2 separate regions of the Sus scrofa genome follow, and region 2 is linked to region 1. A link is a contact called in public HiChIP or PLAC-seq data. All regions are on one chromosome and are shown on one strand. The core of a region is the stretch at or near the end of the contact, and the rest is flanking DNA. Distances in the headings are between cores, read along the strand shown. Region 1 overlaps LOC110255500 (a long non-coding RNA gene). Region 2 has its middle 150 kb from the start of NAMPT.

What was found. HiChIP or PLAC-seq counts read pairs in DNA pulled down with a chosen protein or histone mark.
Region 2: an H3K27ac HiChIP or PLAC-seq map of skeletal muscle shows a contact between it and region 1, with 6 times the contacts expected there. The contact joins two enhancer-like sites. A contact is called at or near these places in 1 of 47 Hi-C or Micro-C datasets (skeletal muscle) and 1 of 2 datasets of contacts at active chromatin or transcription factors (skeletal muscle).

The regions. Positions count from the first base shown.
Region 1 is chr9:106,104,723-106,108,713 of Sscrofa11.1, forward strand. All of the region lies in intron 1 of LOC110255500 (a long non-coding RNA gene), which reads left to right. Among named protein-coding and RNA genes, the nearest start is that of NAMPT, 55 kb to the right of the region's middle. Within about 2 kb of position 2,164, at least 8 of the 83 cell types and tissues checked have an H3K27ac peak or open chromatin away from gene starts, as enhancers often do. A contact at or near this core is called in skeletal muscle, where this site is marked.
Region 2 is chr9:106,305,656-106,309,445 of Sscrofa11.1, forward strand. No RefSeq gene overlaps it. Among named protein-coding and RNA genes, the nearest start is that of NAMPT, 150 kb to the left of the region's middle. Within about 2 kb of position 1,441, at least 8 of the 83 cell types and tissues checked have an H3K27ac peak or open chromatin away from gene starts, as enhancers often do. A contact at or near this core is called in skeletal muscle, where this site is marked.

The DNA of each region.
Region 1 (3,991 bases), core at 914-3,413:
AAAACTAGCTTGGTTTCATTGACCCCTTCTATTGTGTGTGTTGTGTGTCTGTTTGGTCTCTCATTCACTCACTTCTGCTCTGATCTTTGTTGTTCCTTCCTTCTACTAACTTTGAGCATAGTTTATGATTCTTTTCTAATTCATTAAAGTTTAAAGTTAGGTTGTTCATTTGAAAATTTTCTTGTTTCTTAATATAGGCATTTATCACTAAGAACTTCCTTAGAACTGCTTTTTCTGCATCCTATAAGTACTGATCAGTTGTTACTTCAATTTTCATTTGTCTCACAATATTTTTTATTTTGCTTTTGATTTCTTTGAACCATTGGTTCAGTAGCATACTGTTTAATCTCTACATATTTATGAATTTGCTGGTTTTCTTCTTGTAACTGATTTCTAGTTTCATACCTCTGTGGTCACAAAAGATGCTTGACATGATTTCAGTCTTCTTAAATTTATTAAGACTTGTTTTATGGTTTAGCGTGTGATCTGTCCTGGAGCATGTTCCATGTGTGCTTTGAATAGACTTTTAAGAATTATAGGACAATTGAGGAAATTTGCACATTGATTAGATATTTGATGATATTAAACTCTTATTTTTAGGTGTAATGAAATATATTGTAAACAGTGAAATTTGGGTTTCATTTAGAATGGGGTGAAAATTAATTCTTTCTCGCTTATGATATTTTATCATAGGAATCAGCTCACTGATAGTGCTAAAATTTTGTTTGGAATAGATGCTATTTAAATAAATGCTATGAGAAATTTGCTCGTAGATAGATGGGTTATTTAAATATCAAAAACTTTTGAAAAAGTGCTAGCCCTTAACACAGACATACACATCTTCAGATCTGTGATAATTTATGAAAACAAAAAGGAATCATTTGCTGTACTATAGAATGCTGTTATCTATCTCATATTAATCTGAAAAACAGATGAAGACTGTGAAACTAGTTCCTTTTAGTCTACTTAAATCAAGACGAAAGTACTGGTTCAAATGACTTGACTGATTTGTTCTTTTGGGCTGGAACTTCTTTGGGCAGATGTGTAAATTCATAAAATAGAACTGAAAAACAGTTTTTTTTTTCTTAAAGTGCTAATTATCATTCCTAATATGGGTCTCTTAGAAATTATCAGGTATGGTTTCTTTCCCTCTCTTTGAATATTCTGCATATTCACGTAGCTACTCCATATATCTCTATATATCTACACTCTGTATATTCTTAAACCAGTGGATATGGAAAAAAATTTTGAAGTGAGGTTGGATCAGGATATGTGCTGAATTGGCACCTGGGCAGTGAGATGGCTTTTAGTATTCCACTCTGAAGAAGGACACACCCCAACCAAAGGAATTTGCCTTAGTAGGATCACCCCCCTTTACCAGGGTGTGAGTTCAGGGTGCTTCTCCAAGTCCCAGGGTACCATGTACTCTGGAAGACCTTTGAGGAAAGCTTGAGGAGGTCATGGAGGAGAGCCCACCTCTGGTTCTTTTCAGGGTTTTGCTCTTAAGAGTCGGTTGGTTGTAGATTTGTTAGGTTGCCTTCACCTTCTTCTTATATTCTTTGCTCTCTTTTCTCCCACAGCCTGAGCTGGCTGAGGTGGCAATCTGGATTGCTGGTGGACAGTTGGGATTGTCTGCCCTTTCCTTCCCCATTTGGAAAGCTCTGCACTTAAGATTTCTTAATTTCATCCCTTGTCCCAAAGCTGCAGGCAGTCAGCTGCCTGAGAAGTTGTTTTGTTAAGGTTGATACAGCCCTTCCAGTTCCTACCAGCTCCTTGGTGAACAGCATAGGTCAGCGTCAGAAGGAACTAAAAATAGCTGGAAATGCTCAAGCTAGTCATTCTCAAGTAGCTGGGTCAGATGAGGTACCAGAAAAAAAGAATCGTGGAATCTGACATATGGCTCTAAGAACTGCAGGTGCCTATTTATGGAAAGCAGGTGTATGATTTTGGCAGCAGAGAAGAGCAATAAACATACACACATTCACACGCACCCATACTGCACACAAATTGCACATGTGATAATCAAGCACTGTAGAGCCTCATAGAAAAATACAGTGCCGATTGTGTATCTAGATGTTGGTAGATAGTGGCTCTTAGAGGGGCCTTCCTGGGGGAAGTGATAGAAGGCCAGATCTGGAGTGAGATGCTGCATGTGGACAGACACAGGGATACGGCAAGGAAGGAAAGACTTCATTCTGGCTGATGCAGTGCTGTCAGGAAGACGAGCATGGTGGCTTATAGAGTCACACAGCTCTGGCTGGAAATCTCACTTGGTTCCTTACCAGCTTGTTACTTTCTATTTGTTTTCATCAGTTGTCTCATTTCTAAAGTGGGAATGATGACTACCAGAGAGAACTGGTGAGGGGATTAAGGAAAGCCAGTCATGCAAAGTACCTAGCATGCCTCGCACAGAGTTGGCAAGCATAATTGTTCATTTCTTTATCACACAGGACATGGCACAGGGTAAAAGCTTTTTACTTGCTGCATTCCTGAAACTCATTATAATTGGCAGCCCTAGGTTTGCTCAGGAGGCCACTGGACATGGGGCTTCTTGGAGAACTTTGATCTTGTGAATAAAAGGTCTGGGGTAGGTGGGTGACACTGAGCTGGGTCAGTTTAGGCTAGTGTTTTTCAACTGAAGGTCATGACCATTTAGTGGCTCAAGACATCAATTTCGTGGGCTACAACCAGCATTTAAAAAAAACCCCAGTAGAGTAGAATAAAACCAAACAGAACAGATGTGTCAGTGTTAAAGGGCACTGCACCAAGTAAGGGTCCCAGTGACATGTATATTTTTGTGACTGGGGTACAGTGTGACTGGGTTGCAGTATGAAATGTGTTTCTTACTGAAGACTGTGGTCAAAAAGTGAAAACAAACAAGCAAAAATTATGGTCAGGAGGATGAGATGTTGTATATTTAGGGAGTTCTGACTGTCCTGGGAGTTCATGCTTCTGACCAGTGAATTCCTGAGGAGATCTTTATACTCTTTATAGTAGTTTGGGGTTCTTTGGGGGAAATTATCTAATTTGACTTTTTTTTTTTTTTTTTGGCCAAAGCAGATGGAAATTCTAATCTGGAATTTCCCACAAGATGCAGATGCATGAAGGCTGCTTGAATGGTTGACCCTTTTTTGCCTTAAAAAGCAGCAGTATTTGGCTCCAGGCAATGAGGACCTGGGGGCACGGAGTAGGAGAGGCAGGTGGAGGATGAGACATAGCTGGGGTGTGATGGGAGGTAGAGGTGAGAGTTGTAGGCTTTTGAAGTACCAGTCTCCCAGCAGTATTTGTTGGATTTTCTTTTGGACCAAGGTCCCAGCTTAGGTCTTGAGGATGTGTGGCTAAAAGGTTAGGCATTGTTCCTGCTGTCCCATTGCATGGTTTCTAGTGAAGAAACAGATAAGGACCTGCCAAAGGAATAGTTTTGGGTTTTTTCCCTTTTTTTGGCCATAGCCATAGCATATGGAAGTTCCTAGGCCAGGGATGGACTCTGAGCTGCAGCTTCGACCTACATCACTGCTGCACTAACCCCAGATCCTTAACCCACTGTGCAAGGCCAGGGATTGAACCTGTGCTGCCTAAGAAACAACACTGGATCCTTAATCCACTGCATCATAGTGGGAACTCTCAAATAATTTTATCTAATGAGTTATATTTTTTGCCTATTAAGATGTAATGTGTCCCTGGGCATAATATAGGATTGCAATCGGTTTTTTTTTTTTTTTTTTTTTTCGGTCTTTTTGCCTTTTCTAGGGCCACTCCTGTGGCATATGAAAGTTCCCAGGCTAGGGGTCGAACTAGAGCTGTAGCCACTGGCCTACACCAGAGCCACAGCAACTCGGAATCCAAGCCGTGTCTGCAACCTACACCACAGCTCACGGCAACGCTGGATCGTTAACCCACTGAGCAAGGGCAGGGACCGAACCCGCAACCTCATGGTTCCTAGTCGGATTCGCTAACCACTGCGCCACGACAGGAACTCCTGCAATAGCTT
Region 2 (3,790 bases), core at 191-2,690, 200 kb after region 1:
ACAACTTATAAAACTGAACAACAACAACAACAACAACAAATAACCCAATAGAAAAATGGGCGGAAGACCTAAATAGACATTTCTCCAAAGAAGACATACAGTTGGCCAGTAGACACATGAAAAGACGCTCAACATCACTAGTTATTAGAGCAATGCAAATCAAAATTACAGTGAGGTACCACTTCACACAGGTCAGAATGGCCATCATTAGAACGTCTACAAATAACGAATGCTGGAGAGGGTGTGGAGAAAAGGGAACCCTCCTCTGCTGTTGGTGGGAATGTAAATTGGTACAGCCAATATAGAAAAGAGTATGGAAGTTCCTCAGAAAACTAAATATAGAACTACCATATGATCCAGCAATCCCACTCTTGGGCATATATCCAGATAAAACTATAATTCAAAAAGATACATGCACCTATATGTTCATGGCAGCACTATTCACAATAGCCAAGACATGGAAACAACCTGAATGTCCATTGACAGATGAATGGATTCAGAAGATGTGGAATATACATATACACAATGGAATACTACTCAACCATAAAAAGAATGAAATAATGCCATTTGCAGCAACATGGATGTAACCAGAGATTCTCATACTAAGTGAAGTAAGTCAGAAAGAAAAGGACAAATACCATATGTTATTGATTATATGCGGAGTCTAAAATATGGCACAAATGGATCTATCTACAAGCAGAAACAGATTCACAGACATAGAGAACAGACTTGTGGTTGCCAAGGGGGAGGGGGGAGGGAGTGGGATGAATGGGGAGTTTGGGGTTAGTAGATGCAAACTATTACATTTAGAATGGATGGTTGGTGAGATCCTATTGTGTAGCACAGGGAACTATATCCAATTTCCTGGATGACCATGATAGAAAATAGTATTTTAAAAAAGAACGTGAAAAAAAAAAAACCTGTATTAATCACACACTGGTGGAACAGACACTGTGCCAGGCACATATCTCTCCTGGTTGACAGGTGATTCTATGTGCTCTAAGCTGTTCAAATGCCTTGCTCATCCTCCAATAATTTAGATTCGTCACTGCAGTCCCTCAGCCCTGGTTCTTTTCCTGAGGACTATGTGTACTTAAGGATCTTGCCACAGAAATATTAGACAAGGAAACAACTCATTCCCAGCTGTCCTGCCCTCAGCACAACTTAAGAAAGAATTAAGACAGTCCAGCTACTCAGCAACCCTCAGCAAGTGGCTCCCCTCATCTGCAAAATCCAGGTCAGAAGTGGATCACCACCTGCTCCTTCCTGGCTCCTTGAGATAAGTTTATTCCCTGGGTGTCCTGACATTTCAGGAACCTATGAAACTCACATTCACCACTGTTTATTTTTAGTGTCTCTGCTTTTATATTTAGAAGAGAGGCTCTGACAAGCCTCTAAGAGCAGCAGTCTTGCAATTTTTGCTGGAGCATGTGGTGGCCACGAGGAAGGAAAAGAAGTCATGCGTGTAATTCCCCAGTGATTTCCTGGAACTGGGACACTGCCCAAGCACATGTACCAAAAGGGACAGGAGAGGCGGTCAGGACTCACCTTCAGTTGCTCAGACCTGGCTGTTCACCCTGTCTCCTGGCAGGCACACACCGTCGCTTCACTTGTAGGGCTCCCGAGAGAAAGGCAAATCAAAATCCTGAGGACCAACAGAGTTCAAATTACTCCCAACCTGCGACTAGCCACATTTTCTTCTTTTCTGTTCAGTCACTATCAAGCATGTTCCTGTGAACTTAAGATTTTTTTTCAGTGTTACATGCATGTAGCATAAAATTCAAAAGGAAGACTCTGTAACATATTTCACAGACAAAGAGTTAATAGTTCTAATATTTTAAAAACTTCCTACACATTGAGGGGCAAAGGACCAAAAACCTGATAGAAAAATGAGCAAAAGACACAAATGATTCACAAAACATATGTATATACTCCTTTAAACATATTAATAGCTGTCCAAACTCTCATTACTGAGAGGTGTAACTTAAAATACTACGGTATATTCCACAAATGGTATACTATTTCTAACCTATCAAATTAATAAAAATTTAAAAAGCATGACCATAAAGTCTGTTGGGAAACAAGTTCTTATACATTAATGGTAGCAAGGTGGTACAACCTATGTGGAAGACAATTTGGTGCAATAGAAGACAATGTACACTTGTATTTGACCCACAAAGCCTACTTCTAGGAATTTACCCTGAGGATCCATTCCCAAGGACAGAAAAATACATCTGTACAAGTTCATTCATCTCAGTGTTATTTTTAATTACATAATGCTGAAACCAACCTAAATGCCCAACCATGGGAGATTAGTGGAACATATAAGATACATACACACGGTGGAATCCCATGCAGCTGTATAAATAAATGCAGGGGGTCTCAGTGAATTGATATGGAGAGAGTTCCCAGATATATTGTTAAGTGGAACAAGGTTAAGTGCAAGGGTGTCTATACTAGTATGCTACCTCTGATGTTGGAGAGAAGGAGACATGAGAATATATACACATATTTGTTTGCATAGGCAAAAATACACAGGAAGAATAAACCCAAAGCCAGGATCAGTTACCTAGAGAGAGTAGATGGGAACAGAGTAAATAAAATGCAGGAACAGAAGTACAGTGTATGGGCTGAGGGGGTGAGATGCCTCTGAGTATGCTTTTCTGTAAAGTTCCAACTTTCAGAATCATAATAATGCTCCACATGCAAAAAAAAAATCAGTAATTAAGATAAAAATGAAAATCTAATCAAATGGCGTGAGGGAACCCCAAATAAAATATGAATAGCAACAAGGGAAAAACTAACTCTCTTACAAATGAATAACATAATTTCCTATAATGTGGTTATTTAAGGAAGATACAAGAATTCTTTGATTTTATTTTTGCAATTTTTTTCTAAGTTTGACATTTTTTTTCAAAATAAAAATTAAAAAGTAAAAAATGAAGGGGTGGGGAAAAAAAGGAACTAACTTAACTCTGGGAAACAGTACTTTGGCTATATTTTGCAAGGCTAAAATATATAAGAATTTTGCACAGATATTGCATATTCTAGTTCATAATTTTGCTTTTCCCTGAGTTTGTAAGTACAGATTAGCAATTCTGAAGCTGCTATGAGTATCCTAGGATTGAGCAAACAAGTCAAATAGTATGAATAATGAAAGCCAAGTTTCTTAGTTTAGTAGAAAGAGTGTGACTAAGAATAAGCAGAAGAGTAAAAGAAACTGTTCTGTGGGATTAGAATTGGGGATATGAGCAATATGAGCTCTCTAAATCCATGTAGATCTCATAAATATAAATATGAATATCTGCAGGTAGATGGGTATAGAAATGGAAAGATGTGTGTATATGTATCTGTATTCCTTGCTCTGTCTGCTGCAAGGGAGTAGAAGCAATGACACTCTAGTTAGTACCAGTAGCACATTCAGTGATCATTCTCTTACTAAAACAATAACAACAATAACAATAACAACCCTTGGAGAAATGTCAGATTCCAGATCTGGACAGAGAAAGTACGAGAGATGAGCCTGTAATATCTTGTGATGCTAGAAAGTGAGGAGATGTTCCAAATATGATTGGGACAGGTCAGAAGGACACGTTGGCCAAATCCAAGGGGTTCCCAATAGTCAAATCTGGGATAATTTGGGCAACAAAGTAAATGATGATAGTAATAGGTTATAATGCACAGAATAAAATCAATATCCATGAATCCACACTGACATAAATAAGTAAATAAGCAATTCAGGTGGGGGAAGGAAAGCTCTTATAACAGAATGTTGAGTTCTTCTGTGCAG